Regions from separate parts of the Mus musculus genome. Here regions 1, 2, 4 and 5 are each linked to region 3. The links are chromatin contacts, called in public Hi-C and HiChIP or PLAC-seq maps. All regions are on one chromosome and are shown on one strand. Each heading gives the region's core, a stretch centred on a gene start, on an enhancer-like site or on the middle of the called end of the contact. The rest is flanking DNA. Distances are from core to core; before and after follow the strand shown. Region 1 has its middle 13 kb from the start of Gm31363. Region 2 has its middle 50 kb from the start of Klf3. Region 3 has its middle 30 kb from the start of Gm3716. Region 4 has its middle 33 kb from the start of Gm43837. Region 5 has its middle 10 kb from the start of Gm43837.

Evidence for each region. Hi-C and Micro-C count contacts between places; a contact is called where the count stands out from the background. HiChIP or PLAC-seq counts read pairs in DNA pulled down with a chosen protein or histone mark.
Region 1: a Hi-C map of myocytes shows a contact between it and region 3, with 2.5 times the contacts expected there. The contact joins two enhancer-like sites. A contact is called at or near these places in 1 of 15 datasets of contacts at CTCF or cohesin (the NIH/3T3 cell line), 4 of 484 Hi-C or Micro-C datasets (embryonic stem cells and myocytes) and 2 of 115 datasets of contacts at active chromatin or transcription factors (embryonic stem cells and pancreatic cancer cells).
Region 2: a contact with region 3 is called in a Hi-C map of liver, with 3 times the contacts expected there. The contact joins two enhancer-like sites. A contact is called at or near these places in 1 of 15 datasets of contacts at CTCF or cohesin (the NIH/3T3 cell line), 11 of 484 Hi-C or Micro-C datasets (the N1E-115 cell line, bone marrow-derived macrophages, liver and 3 more), 2 of 115 datasets of contacts at active chromatin or transcription factors (embryonic stem cells and pancreatic cancer cells) and 1 of 9 other capture datasets (embryonic stem cells).
Region 4: an H3K27ac HiChIP or PLAC-seq map of embryonic stem cells shows a contact between it and region 3, with 8 read pairs. The contact joins two enhancer-like sites. A contact is called at or near these places in 1 of 484 Hi-C or Micro-C datasets (nephron progenitors), 4 of 115 datasets of contacts at active chromatin or transcription factors (embryonic stem cells, intestinal crypt epithelium, intestinal villus epithelium and 1 more) and 1 of 9 other capture datasets (embryonic stem cells).
Region 5: a contact with region 3 is called in a Hi-C map of uterus, with 2.6 times the contacts expected there. The contact joins two enhancer-like sites. A contact is called at or near these places in 9 of 484 Hi-C or Micro-C datasets (embryonic stem cells, muscle stem cells, pancreatic cancer cells and 3 more), 2 of 115 datasets of contacts at active chromatin or transcription factors (embryonic stem cells and pancreatic cancer cells) and 1 of 9 other capture datasets (embryonic stem cells).

What each region holds. Positions count from the first base shown.
Region 1 is chr5:64,437,574-64,440,273 of GRCm38.p6, reverse strand. No RefSeq gene overlaps it. Among named protein-coding and RNA genes, the nearest start is that of Gm31363, 13 kb to the left of the region's middle. Within about 2 kb of position 1,418, at least 52 of the 459 cell types and tissues checked have an H3K27ac peak or open chromatin away from gene starts, as enhancers often do. A contact at or near this core is called in myocytes, where this site is marked.
Region 2 is chr5:64,752,160-64,754,859 of GRCm38.p6, reverse strand. No RefSeq gene overlaps it. Among named protein-coding and RNA genes, the nearest start is that of Klf3, 50 kb to the left of the region's middle. Within about 2 kb of position 1,374, at least 32 of the 459 cell types and tissues checked have an H3K27ac peak or open chromatin away from gene starts, as enhancers often do. A contact at or near this core is called in liver and pancreatic cancer cells, where this site is marked.
Region 3 is chr5:64,579,203-64,581,928 of GRCm38.p6, reverse strand. No RefSeq gene overlaps it. Among named protein-coding and RNA genes, the nearest start is that of Gm3716, 30 kb to the left of the region's middle. Within about 2 kb of position 1,433, at least 188 of the 459 cell types and tissues checked have an H3K27ac peak or open chromatin away from gene starts, as enhancers often do. A contact at or near this core is called in embryonic stem cells, intestinal crypt epithelium, intestinal villus epithelium and 5 more, where this site is marked.
Region 4 is chr5:64,409,447-64,412,146 of GRCm38.p6, reverse strand. No RefSeq gene overlaps it. Among named protein-coding and RNA genes, the nearest start is that of Gm43837, 33 kb to the right of the region's middle. Within about 2 kb of position 1,261, at least 66 of the 459 cell types and tissues checked have an H3K27ac peak or open chromatin away from gene starts, as enhancers often do. A contact at or near this core is called in embryonic stem cells, intestinal crypt epithelium and intestinal villus epithelium, where this site is marked.
Region 5 is chr5:64,366,227-64,368,954 of GRCm38.p6, reverse strand. No RefSeq gene overlaps it. Among named protein-coding and RNA genes, the nearest start is that of Gm43837, 10 kb to the left of the region's middle. Within about 2 kb of position 1,319, at least 85 of the 459 cell types and tissues checked have an H3K27ac peak or open chromatin away from gene starts, as enhancers often do. A contact at or near this core is called in muscle stem cells, pancreatic cancer cells and uterus, where this site is marked.

The sequences.
Region 1 (2,700 bases), core at 169-2,668, 140 kb after region 3:
CTGTGTATCTGTCTTGTTCCCAACTATTCAGCACAATGTCTGAGCTTATTATGTTTTGCAAGAGAGATGAGAAAAGACTGGGGATTAGAACAGGTGACTCTCATGCTACAAAGGATTGTGCGGCCACTGTAGAGATTTAGGGAGTGTTAATAAGGGCGGGGGGGTGGGGTGGGGACAACCAGGCATAGGGGTATTATTGCCTGTAATACCAGCACTTGGTAGTCGAAGGCAAGAGGATTAGAGGTTCAAAGCCAGCCTTTGCTCCAGGCTGGCCTGAACTACATGAGACCTTTTTGTTTGTTTGTTTTAAAAGAGAGAATGGAGAGGAAAGAAATGACAGGAAGAGAAAAGGAAGGAAGCAAAGAGGAAGGAAAGACAGACAAAAATTGGCATCATTTCTAAATCATGTTTGATCATCTTTAATGATTTCATGGTGATCTTACACATCCACTTTGGTGTGTGTTCGTGTGTGTGTGTGTGTGTGTGTGTGCGCATGTATGCCTCTATGCATGCATGTTCATGCATGTGTGCATGCATGTAACTAGAATGAGATGGTAGACTTGCATATCTCAAAACACATTTAACATGTTATTAAAATTCTTTATAACATTTAGTTTTTAACAGTCAGCACTTTTGTTTTGTTTTTTAACTACTTTTTTGCACTCAGTTTGCGGGCCACTTGTATCTTGGAGCCATTACAACAGATTTTACAAGGAGTATCTTTTCTTCTCTCTTTTTAATTTTTTTACTTTTATTTTTGAGACAGCATTTCTCTGTGTAGCCCTGGCTGTCCTAGAACTTCCTCTGTAGAGCAGGCTGGCCTTGAACTCAGAGATCCATCTATCTCAGCCTCCCAAGTACTGAGATCAAAGGGGTGTGTCACAAAGGCCTGGCTAAGGAGATGTCTTTTCAGGCATAGCTTAGAGGCTCGTCCTGTAGCTTACAGTCTTTGAAGTCAAATTGCAAGTCAATGAGAGTGGTAAAAATGTGGAAGAAACCGAAGTGATGGCTCACTTCTGTCATCCCAGCATTTGGGAGCTTGAGACAGGAAAATCATGGGGGTTCCAAGCCAGCCGGAGCTATACAGCAAGACTCTGTTCAACGAATAAACAGAAAGGGAAATGTCTATTTTAGTTTTGTTCCAGGAAGTTATCCATCTACTTTGAGTTTTCTGAGTGACCTTCATTAGGACATCCTACATTATGTAGATTGAATTCTGTGTCCTTCTTTCTCAGGCCTGAGTCATTAACCCCAAGGTCGCCAGGCAAACAGGTGCACTCTTTGAATGAATCACCCAGCACAGATTTTTTTTTTTTTCTTCTATCAAAATCCCCAGCAAGCTTGGCGCTTCTCGTGCCCAGTTCCCCTCTGTCTTACCCATGGATGCTTACAGCTTGCCCTTCCTGTTTTCTGCCTCCTGAAAGATGTGTGTGCTTTGAATCACACTGCCCCACGCTGCCAGCTCTCATCTGTTAGATCCTGTCCTTAAGTCCAGGGGCATTTTCCACTGACAAGTCTTTCATTAGTTTCTCTCTCCAAGGGGTTGTAACACCTTGTCATCTGATCATCCTGGCCAATCTCCCGCAAGACGATCGTATCATACAGATCATTAATAAGGATGAAGTGTGTGCACCCTGAGTGAGTGAGCTCCCAGCCCCGCCCGGCACTCCACCCTGCGTCAGTTTCAGCCCTACGCATCCTGACACTTCTGTGCTTTCTAATTTCAGTTCACGTGACCAATAGTGACTTCACGAGCTGTACTCTGCAGTCAGAATCTCCTGCAGGGCCTGCATCCCTGTCACACCCCTGATCCCCCTTCCCCACCCATAGATGCCCTGGATGACTTGCTACAACTGGACTCCACCGGGTTTAGGAACCTTGTTGGGTAAGCACAACAGGAAACCTTGAGATAGGAAGTGAGTCAGGGAGAGCTCTCTTAGGGTCCTCTATAAATGTTGTTACAGGATGGCCATTGCTTCTTTACAAGGCAGCCCCTCCCCCAAGCCCCCAAATCCACTCCATCCTTCTCAGCCCCGGGGATGGTAAGAGCCCTATTGGATATCACTCAGACTTTCTTCCACCCTCTGGTGGCTTTACTACACCCTGGTCATTCTTATAAGACATCCTTTAAACCCTCCTGAACTGAGCCAGCGTGAACATGCCATCAGCTCCTCACTAAAATTCTGATGGATACACTACAGCATCTGACCAGCCCCAGGCTAATGCCACTGCAGGGCTGGGCTGGCCACCACACCTGCCACCTCTGCTCCCAGACATTCAACACTGCTGCCAAAACCCTGTGGGCACCCAGCCTCCCTTCCTCTCAGATCCACAAATGCTCGGCGATTTTGGAGTTCTTACATTTGTTAATATAAAAGGGCTTTGAAATTCTCCTGGCAAGAGCAGACTTTTAGTGTTCCAGTATTTTCCATGTATTCACTTAACAAATATTTGTTGAACTCCTCCCATGTGCCAGACACCGAGCTAGACGGCAAGCACACATCTGTGGGCAAAGCAGACTCCCATAAGGTTGTGGGAAGGAAGCCGCAGAAAGTGCTGGCATGTCACGATGGCCTCCTGCAACACAGGGCCTGAGGAATGTGTCCCCAATGGAGGATGTGCCAGTTCCTACTGGGGTCTTATCTTCAACAGGTCATGATGTCCCAAAAGATCTTCTGTACAAGAATATACAAAAGCAAT
Region 2 (2,700 bases), core at 125-2,624, 170 kb before region 3:
CAGCACAGGTTGTTCACTGAGGAATAAGCACAAACAATAAACAGAAAAGTAGTAATACTGACATCATAGATCCAGCCATGCCAGAGGCCACACTGTGGAAACTAAAGGGCTCTGTTTGCCTTTAGATGTACCTTCCTTGGCTGGGGCACTAATATTCTCTGTGTGTTTGTATATGGAGGCCAGAGGTCAGTCTTGGGTATAATTTCTCAGAGACTTACACTTAGGCTAGGTTGGTTGTTCAGAGAGCAGCAGGGAACCATCTCTGACTCCCCAGCAAGGGACTTGCAGATGCACATCATGGTGCTAGTTTTTGATGTGGATATGGGCGTGTGTGTGTGTGTGTGTGTGTGTGAAAATATGCTTATACAGCAAGCACTTTACAGGACAAGTTCCTCAGCTCTTAATACTAATATTTTAAAGTGGAAACCAACTATTTAAAGTCTAGCGATCAGGAGGCTGGAGAGATGGGGTTAAAAGTGATTGCTACTCTTGTAGAGGACTGGAGTCTGGATCCTTACACCCACAACAGGCAAGGCAACTCATGAATACCTGTAACTCTAGCCCCAGGGGATCCAACCTCTGAGGACCTTTGCATATGCACACACACATAATACAAATAAGATCTTTCTCTCTCTCTTTTTTAATCTAGAGATTAGGATTTTGCCACTTGAAAACAGGAAGAACTGGTCACATTGGGCCACATTCCTTAAGGGGACAACTGGCCAGTATAGTATATCTGTAGCCGCTAAAGCACACCTTCTCTGATTACCACAGAGAGAGCCCCCATCTCCTTATGGTCTCCCAAACCTTGAAGCAGATGGGAACCAACATCTAATGTCACATACAATAGGACTTACTGTCCTCCGGGCACTGGTCTAAACACCTTAGCAAAGCATTCTTCCATCAATCCAGCCACCCGTCCACCCATCCATCTGTCAAATGCAAGGGAAGAAAGCAAATGCCAAGTGTCCAACTCTCTCCCTCTAGTACTCTGGGTTTTGCTCTTGACCACTCCATTGTATCACCTGGTACTGAGTATATTTGAGGTAGTGGGGGAGGAGGCAAGATACCCAAAATCAGATGGTACCAAAGTACAGAGGCTCATGTCCAGGACATTGTGTTTTGTTTAATTAGAGAAGGAGCCACACCAAAAAAGGGGGGGGGTGATTTTTGTAGTTTTAAAGATCAGAAAGTCCAGGCAGGTCAACCCCCCATGTGAAGGCCCTTGGAGAGCAATGCCTATTGGAGGAAAGCAGGTTGATGTCATCCATTGGACCGGATGCAGACAAAAGACATGCAATAGAAGAGGCCCTGCTGGGAGGTTGCCCAGGCTTGCCACGGATACCAGGGGCAGGGAGAATGACCTGGGTATTGGGGTCAGGAAGGTGGCCAGAGGTGTCTTTTGACCAGTGTGGTGTGGGATGAAGCCATCTGTCCAGGAGTCCCTCTGAACTTCATTCATTGATTTCACAATAGAAGAAAGTGGGTTTTGTAACCCGGGCATCCCTGTAGTGCTGGCCTGACTGTTTACTTCTGCCTCGGCCCCCGAGCCTATGAGCAAATACTTCAGGCACTGTTAACGAGCAGAAACTTGAGACAGAACTTATCTTGTAATGCTGGAGTTTGCATCATATCCAGGGCGTGGTGCTATTTTAGAAGGCAAGTTAAATAATTACATGTTTACAGGTTGAGCAAACAATGTGTGTGGCCCAAGAGGGCTCAGGATCTGTTCCCTGAATGCCCAGTGAACTAACTTGTTCAGCTGAAGGGGAGACTTGGAGGTATCAGGTGGTTTCAATGTGATACACATATATAAATGCACACGTATGCTTATATTACATAAGCATATATGTGTGTATGGGCTTATATTGAATATCAGTGTATCACCTTGTAATGGAGTAGGGAAGATTAGAGATATTATAATTCAACTGAGGCTAATTAGACAAGCTCAGGTCATTGATCCATCTCTGTACCATGTGTATTATATGTGACATACTCAATATATGACTTTATGGTTTTGGTGTTTCCTACATAAATGATAAATTGACAGAAGTTAACACTACCATCATAGGTCCATCATAAGCTCCACTCTTTTTAAATATTTTCAAATGTATTTAATCTTAATTAATTAACTAATTAATTAATTAATGTGAGTCTATGTGAGTATATGGCTTGTATGTATAGGTACCCAAAAATGTTAGAAGTGTGGGTCAGGGGGTTGTGAGTCACCTGATGTGGGTCCTGGGGACAGAACTCAAGGTGTCATGTAAGCCATTTTTCTAACCTCTAAACTACTTTCTTTAGAGAAAAACAAATAAACAAACAAAACTACAGTTAAACAACTATGTGCTATGTTCTCCTATTCCAGTGTTATGTCCCCTAGGAGAGGGGATAGAACCTTGTTTGTTTCGGTATTAGTGTGGTTTGGTTGTTGTTTCAGCAGACATGGTCTTGCAATGTTGTCTACCTAGCCTCAGACTTTTGTTGTTTGTTTGTTTCTTTGTTTGTGTATTTGAGGTTTCTCTGGGTAGCCCTGGCTGTCCTGGAACTCACTCTGTAGACCAGGCTGGCCTCAAACTCACAGAGACCTGCCTGCCTCTGCCTCCCAAATGCTGGGATTAAAAGTGTTTGCCACCACTCCCTGGTATGGTCTCAGACTCTAATATGCAATCCTTCTGTCTCAGCCTCCTGAGTAGCTGG
Region 3 (2,726 bases), core at 184-2,683:
CTGATTTGGGTCCTGTGACTGACCATACCTAGCTGGAAAGTGGATGGGGAGACAGAGTCTGGGAAACAGGATCGAAATCTGCCACTTTTGCAATGTCTGCCATGGCCAGCTACTGATTTTATAACCACTGGAATTTAAAAACCAGTTGTTTCCTTTATCCTTGACTCCTTCGATGTTTTCTCCTTCCCGCCACCCTCCACCTACTCAGGCTGCAACCATCAGCAAATTCACAGTCAACTGAGCCAAAAGGCTGAGGGGGAGACCAGAGAAGAGGCTGCAGCCGCCTCCTGGTGGGAGTGGAGCGATGGGCAGCGAGCCACAGGGCTGGGAACCAGCTTCTCTGTTCCGCTGACCTCATCTGGTCCTTCTGGTCCGAGGTTCTGGCTATGAATGTTTATCAGTGAAGACTTTGACAACTTCAGTAATAATATTTTCTAGGCTGTGCAGAGCTAGCCTGGGTATCTCATACAGAGAGACCTTTGGTTGCCCTCACCAAATAAACAGTTGCCCACAATCCCCACAAAGACAAGGGCTTAGGTTGCCTGGGTTCAAGTCTTGACTGGTGAGACCCTTGTGCCATGTCCCTGGACCATAAGCTGTGTTTGTTTCCTCCCCTGCAAAACAAGAATCCCCAGACTGTGCATTTCATAGGCAACTGGTGAAAGGTGGGCGGAGTCAACCTCTGTCAAGCGCTCAGAAGGCGCTTATCACACAGTGAGGGCTATGGAATGGAAAAATAAAATAAAAAAATAAGTAAACAAGAGAAAGAGCCTTAGGGTGTCTGGGTCCTGTGTGTTTGAAGCTACTTCTCGATCCATACAAAGCTGCAAGGAAGGGGCTGAACTTTTTTTCCTTTGTTCCTTGCTGGCTGAAGCGCACATGTCCTCTGTGGATTGGAGGAGGGTGCACAAGCCATACACATCTGTTGAGATGCCGGAGCAGCTGAAGGAACTCTTGGGGAGCCAGAGGCTATCACTGCCCTTACTAGAGATGGGGAACTGAGGCTGTAGATATGGGCCACAGCCACAGGCCTGGAAATGATGGAGCTGAGATTCCAGCTGGGCCTGTGACTCCCAAACCTGGACAGCCCCTATATTAAGCATAATACTTTTCCCAGACAAATTTTGACAAATCCTGAGGTTCACATTTACATCAATGCTCATTTTTAAAAGGGATCTATTTCTTTATTTTATTTTATTTTATTTTTTTTTTTATTTTTGGCTTTTCAAGACAGGGTTTCTTTGTGTAGCTCTGGCTGTCCTGGAATTTGCAGAGATCAGCCTGCCTCGGCCTCTGAGTGCTGGAATTAAAAACATCCACTACAACCAACCGGACTGGATTTATTTCTTCATATTCAACTTAGCAAGTCCAGAAGTTCAAGGCCAGCTCTGGCCAGCTGAAATAATGATTAACATCAGGGTTATCTTACAGGTCCAAAGTCCTCCCAGCAAACATCCTTTCTGCCCTTAGAATTTGTTGGTGGCCATCTCTGTGAAAGCCTCCCTCAAAGAGAAAAAAGAACTCTTGCCTGGTCGGAGTATTTTACTAAGGACTGCCATCACATCTGAGCAAACCACAGGCATTCAAAGAGGCGTCCCTAGTCCTATCCCTTTAAGAGAAAAGAAAGAAAGAATGACTCAGCCCCACCCTACCCCACCCTGTGCCTGCAAAGCTCTGGAGTCTGTGATGCCCAAGACAGAGCCAAGATAAGAAGAGTTGGAAACAAATTGAACTTAACAAAACAAAAAACAAGCCCTGTTGTTACCAGCTCCTAGGCACTTCTACCCTAAGTTGCAGTGTCCTAGGAAACGTGAACCAGGGTCACCTCTGGCCCCATTTGGGCCTTCTTCCTGGCCCCACCCCAAGCATAGCAACCCTGCCAGAAAACAGGCGCTGCCTCCATCAGCTCCCACCTCCCCCCTCCACGCATCTTTCCCCTTTTATATTGCTGGCTTCATAATGGTTTTCCTCCTGCTGCTGTGGGGTGAGAGGGTGTAAATGCCCCGGAGCAGCTGCGGGGAGCTCTCCAGTGCGGATCCTGTGGGTGGGGCCGGCAGTAGGCAGGAGAGACCAGGAGGGAGATTAGGTGAAACATTAGCCCTGGCCTTTTGGACACGGTCCAGTGTCTTTCAATGATTTCTTTGTGTGCTTTGGGTGCTGGGCTTGTTTGGCAGGGGACGGGCACCCATTAGAAGATTTCACAATGATTTGCCATGTTACAGTTCTAAACATGTCAACTCCTCACCGAGGTTAAATTTGTATTTTTACAGTCTCGTTAGACCTCCCCCCTCCCCCCAACACACCCTCCTCCCCCTAGGGAGCTTGAGGGAAAAGTACTCTAAGAGAATTAATCAAAATGACTAGGTAATGCTCTAAAAATAATAAATGTCGTTATGGGCTGGATCTCTTTCAAGTTCGAGTTCATTCTGTAAGCTTGGAGATCCACACGTCCAGTTGCCTGTCTTATGAGCTTTTTATTAGAAGAAAGTGGCCTGTTGTATAGAGACAGGTACTTTATGAAGACACATGGATGCTGCGACTCTCCCAACACTCAACTGTTTTTTTTTTTTTTTCAGCTAGATTCATTAAGCAATGTGACCTCGGAGGGGGCAAAGGGCAGACGCAGGAATCACTTCTTACCCTCTGTTCCTTCACCAGCCTTGCAAATTGGGATCTGCTACAGACCTGCTCAGAGCTCTGAAAGTAAGGGTGGCCAGGTCAGGGTC
Region 4 (2,700 bases), core at 12-2,511, 170 kb after region 3:
CCTTCTGTGGGGTGGATGTCTTTGCTCCCATCAGACACCACCATGATTGACCTCATTGTCAACCAGTCATGACTGAAATCTCCCCAACTGTATACCCAAACAAGCCTTTCTCTCTACGAGTTACTCTCTGCAATCAGGAGCAACAAGCATGGCTTATCACTCCAGTCTCACCTTTGCAGTTCCTGTGGGCCTGGGCTTCCCAGAGTCCTCCACATTTCCATCCCTAGGATGTGTCTGCAGAGCACACCAGGCTAGAATCAGCTGACATTCACCCCTCTTCTGGGTGTGGAGGAAGGAGGCTAGGAAGGAGAGAACTGGTTAACATCTTACCTCTGGTATGTACTGCTGTAGCCTCTCTGCTGCAAATCCCAGCTCCTCGGTGGGTCGCGGTTTCCTCAACAGCCAAGGAAATCTCAGTCTATAGAATAGATTTTAGAGCTAGGTAGCTGATGTTCTACAGAGACGGGGCAAAAGTGATGGTTAATCTTCATTATCATCTTGACAGGACTTAGGGCAGCAAGGAGACACACCTCTAGGTGAGAAAAAAAAGAGCTAATTTCATCTCAGAGATCCCAGCCCCATCCAGGGAGGTCGGGGCGAGGAGCTCAGCGCAGGAGCTTGAAGCAGAGTCCATGGAGTGACGCTGCTTTCTAGCTTGTTCTCTGGTTTGCTCACAGGCTCATGCTTAGCTAGTTTTCTTCTGCAGTCCAGGACCTCTTACCTCGGGAAGATAATTTGGCCCCATCTATAGCAAGCAATTAGCAACTGAAATAAAGTCCACCGGCCAGGCTGATTTTGCAACTCTTCAACTAGGTTGTGTCAAGCTGGTGACAAAACTAACCAGCAAACCAATATACTGACTATAAACTCCTCCAAAAACATCCGGCCTCTGCTTAACTCTGTTTACTCCATTGTGGAGGGAATATTTGCTGTGTGTAGCCAATGCTTCTAAAATTCCAAGATGCTCCTCCTATAGGGACCATTATTTAGACACTCTGGATTCTGTTATTGCTTTGTAAACCACTTCAGTCTTGTTTTGTTCATTTGCTTGTTTTTGATGAGACCCCCTACAGCCTCTTTGGTATGGCACATCCTATAACCCCAAGAACGTGCCTGGTTGGTATGTTTCCTGGAACTTTCTACAGCTGTCAATCTTGTTCACATCCTCAGACTTCCTGAAACAGTTACCATCGAGTCAAAAATAAATACCCTCACAACATGTGCTAAGCCAGCACCCAGTAAGAGGAAGCGAAGGAGAAAGAAACCTTTACAGAGTCTAACTAGCCCTCAGCTGTGCTGGAATTCAGCCAGCCAAACACAACCTCTGCACCATCTACAGCCTTCGTCCCTCCAGCACAGGCCCACTTCAGGAAAGAGTCCAAAGGCTTCCTCCTACCCTTCCGGGCATGCTGCTTTCTGGGCGTGGCAGTTATGGGTTTCTGCACTGATTGTTTTGTGCTTGGACAGCCTATGCTTTTACAAATAGACCCTAACGGCTCTGAAGTCAGTCCTGCTCGGGATCTTCAGAACAGGCTACTATATTGTTTTCATTTCCTGTGCTTTTAACTTCCTTGTCATAATATTATCCTATACTCGTGGACGCCGCTCGTCCATGGGCCCGAGGGAGAGACTGTCACGTGACAGCAGCCGAAAATGTTACATCCAAATTAAGTCATGACCATGCTGAGGGGTTCTACAGACGCTATTTAAAAATTTGGGGGAACGGGGCTGGCGAGATGGTGCAGCAGTTAAGAGCACCAGCTTTCTTCCCAAGGATCTAGGTTTGAGTCTCAGCATCTACATGGTAACCCACACCATCTCTAACTCCAGTTTTGGGGGACCCAACACTCTTGTCTGGCCTCTGTGGGAACGCACATGTAGGCAAAGCACTCACTCACATAAAACAATGATTTGTAAGAATGTTCAGGAAAGAAGATATAAATGTCATATGAACACAAGGCATGGCTTTAGGCATGCCATATGGCTTCCATATAGTGAACTCCAAGTTAAGAATGGCTTAGAAGGAGCCATTGTGTCCAGAAAGCAACCAGGAGGCAGGGGTGTAGCACCCAGGGATGAAGAAGGTGTACGCAGCACGCTGAGCCTCCTCCACTTAGGCCTCCTAAATCAGCAACTCAGAGAATATATGGCCACAGGCCAGACCCCCATCAGATTCCTTCCCTCTCACAATGCTAAGCTGTCCACACCGGTGTTCCACACAATGACCAGACAACCCTAGTCCCAGTTACTGCCACTGACCCTACAGCCTGCCTGTGACACTCAGGACTTCCAACACCCACAGCAAGTAAACTCGATAGCCCATCTTTACCTACAAACACTCTGAGTATGAGGTTGGGAAGGGAAATAAGCACTGGAAATAGCTAATGCTGATTATAAAGCACGAGGTGTTGAAAGACATTCTTATATCCAAAATGTTAGAAAAAACTAAAACAAAAACAAACAAAAAAAAACCCACTATACAATATTATAAATGTATTGGCCCTGAAACATTAACATTTTAGCTGTTCGATTCTTTGCAGTGCTAGGTCCCTCCCATTGTTAGTGATTTCAATGGCTAGGATACAACTAATATTTTGACTGTGTTTTACATTTTATGCTGTGCATGAGATTAAAGCCTCAGAGATCCCCAACTGATCCAAGAGGAATTCTGGAGTCTCCACCCTGATTGCCCTCTTCTTT
Region 5 (2,728 bases), core at 70-2,569, 210 kb after region 3:
CTCTGCCTCCTGAGTTCTGGGATTAGAGGTTGGCACCATTACACTCACCTAGCTCATTTTGTTTTTAACATGTGCTCTAGGGGACCAAATTCCTGTCCTCACACTTATACAGCAAGCAGGTTGCCAACAGAGCCATCTCCCCAGACCTGACGCAGGTGCAGTTGGAAACCCTCTCTGAGGATGTATCCTGTGAGCACAGATGGAATAAAAGGAGTAGCTTGTAGTTTATACTACCATGAAGATGACCATGAATCACACTCCTGTGAATAAATCTTTGTGTATGCTTCTGATGGGTTCTTTGAATCTATTTCTGGTGCGGAGTTAATGAGTCAGAAGAGCAAATGTTTTAAGGGTCTCGCTTGAAACAATGTGCTGAAGCCTCTCCTGTTATTGAGCCTTCTCTTTAGAGCTAAAAAGAAGCAATTATCAAAGACCTAGATTTCAAGGCATTTTAAGTATGTACTTAACCTTTTGTCATGTTAAAGATTTCAGGGGCATTTATACCAGTCTCTCTGAGCCTGGCTGTGGCCACGATCCTATGCAGTCCTTTCATCCTCTAGTTCCACACCCCTCCATGCCATTCTTTATGCTAGAGCTGGGTTAGGTCATGGAATTTTAGTGTGAGAAACGACCCAGATGATAACAAGTCCACCCCATTTGCTAGTTGGGAAAACTGAGACCCAGAGATACTCCTGAACTGCTCAAAGCCTCATGGTAAGTTCTTCCTGGTCTATAAAGGCTCACTCTCCTGGTTTCTGCTTCTGCAACAGAGTCAGTGGTAAGTGAAACATCCATGTGGTGTCTCATGGTGTACAAACGGCAGGCAGAAGTTTAGAGCCAATGTCACAGATACAGCTTGCCAGATTCACCTGTCCTGCAGGTGGCGGTGAACATTAATGTCACTAGATAGTAGATGTGGTCATAGGACAGTGATGGGTAATGTGACATTCAAATGTTAGTGATGACCACTGGTGACAGAGCAAGAGACGTCCCCACATCAGATATGGGTCCCCGTGGGAAAGGTCACTGGTAAGGCCACCATGGCCTTGGGACCTGTGGGCCTGAACAGAAGACCTCAATGGAAAGAGGCTGGTTTTTAGCCCATAAGAATCCCTGCAGCTGGGGAAGGAGTCACATAAGGCCACCCTGAGGCACAGAGACTCTTCAGCCCAAGTCAGGGGATAGACAGAGAAAGCTGCCCGGCTGGAGGCCTCTGACAGGGTCAGCTTTCATGGGCTGCCAGGTCTCTCCAGGGAGGCCAGCTGCCCAGCCCAAAAGGCTTGGGCCACCCTGACACGTGAGAGAAGACTCTTGTTCTGTCACCGCTCTCCTCGCTGGGCTGCGTTCCAGGCATGCAGGGGAATGGCGCCCAGCAAGGGGAGGAGGTGAGCTGAGAGAGGGGAGGAGGAGGAGCAAGCTTCCCAGGGCAGACTTCCAGGAGGAGGGAGTCAATGCCAAGAGAGAAAAGAGAAGATTTAAGGTTAACTCCGGTTCGGTGTTTAACTATTACTTTAGACTTGAAAAGCTAAAATCTGAAAGAAGGCTTTTTTTTTCCAATTCAAAGGCTTTTTTTTTTTTAATTGCCTCAACCCAACCCAGAAGTTGTAAGCCTGACTTAGTCATTGAGGGGGACAGCAGAGTTCTCCCTGTTGTAGATAACACTTAAAATGACATCAGGAGACTGTTATGTTTCTCATTGCTCTGATAGACTCCCTAACAAAAGAAACCTAAGAAGAAAAGTTCATTGGTAGGGAAGCATGCGATCTGTTGTGGCAGGAAAGGCAAGGCAGGAGACCGTGGTCAAGAAGCAGAGAGATGGAAGCTGGTGCTCAGCCTCCCCCACCCCACCCCACCTCACCCCCACTTTGCCTTTTCAGTCCAGGACCCTAAGAGATGGTGCTTCCCACATTTAGGGCTATTTTCTTCTCAGTTAGCCCTTTGGGGAACACAGTCACAGAGTGGCTCCTATGTAATTCTGAATCCGGCCAAGGTGAGAATGAAGATTACCATAACAGAGACCCACAAAACTCAGGTTTCTGCCCCTATTGCTTTCATGGGGGTAAATTTGTAATAGTTAAGTGATGATAGATAGATAGATAGATAGATAGATAGATAGATAGATAGATAGACAGACTGATGGAAGACAGATAGACATGCCTCCTGCCAACTGCCCCTGCCTCATGTTTTTCTGATGCTGCGGTTACACATGAGGTTGACTTGAGCTGCTTTCTGGCTGTCTTTTTTACACACAGTAGAGTTTCAAAACTAACCCTTTTCTGCGAACTGGTCTCTCACTCTACTTTCGTGCACTAAGCTACGAGCCAAAGTAATGTTTAGACTCCTCTTCCAAGTTTCAGCTGAATGTTGCATTTCTTAAAAGTTTTTTTTTCTTTTTCCTAAAATCTTTTCTTCTTTTAGAGCCCCAGCAACTTGCATGACCAAGGTCAGTGTCACTCGGAAGGCAAGCTTAACTCACAACTGCATCCACCAACTTGTGTCTGTAAGCCATAGAGCTCCATGTTCTCTCAAGCCCTCCAGGGCCTTCCCCAGTCGTCCACTCCTCAGTCATCCATTCGGTCGCTGTTGGGCAGCCTGCCCTTCCTTTACAATTATTCTTCAGAGTTCTGGAGTGCACATCAGGAAGCTGACTGACAGTCACTGCTCTCACCCCACCCAGGATCGTGCGGATGTAGAGTTACCTCAAGCAGGATGATCCTGGCCTTGTATT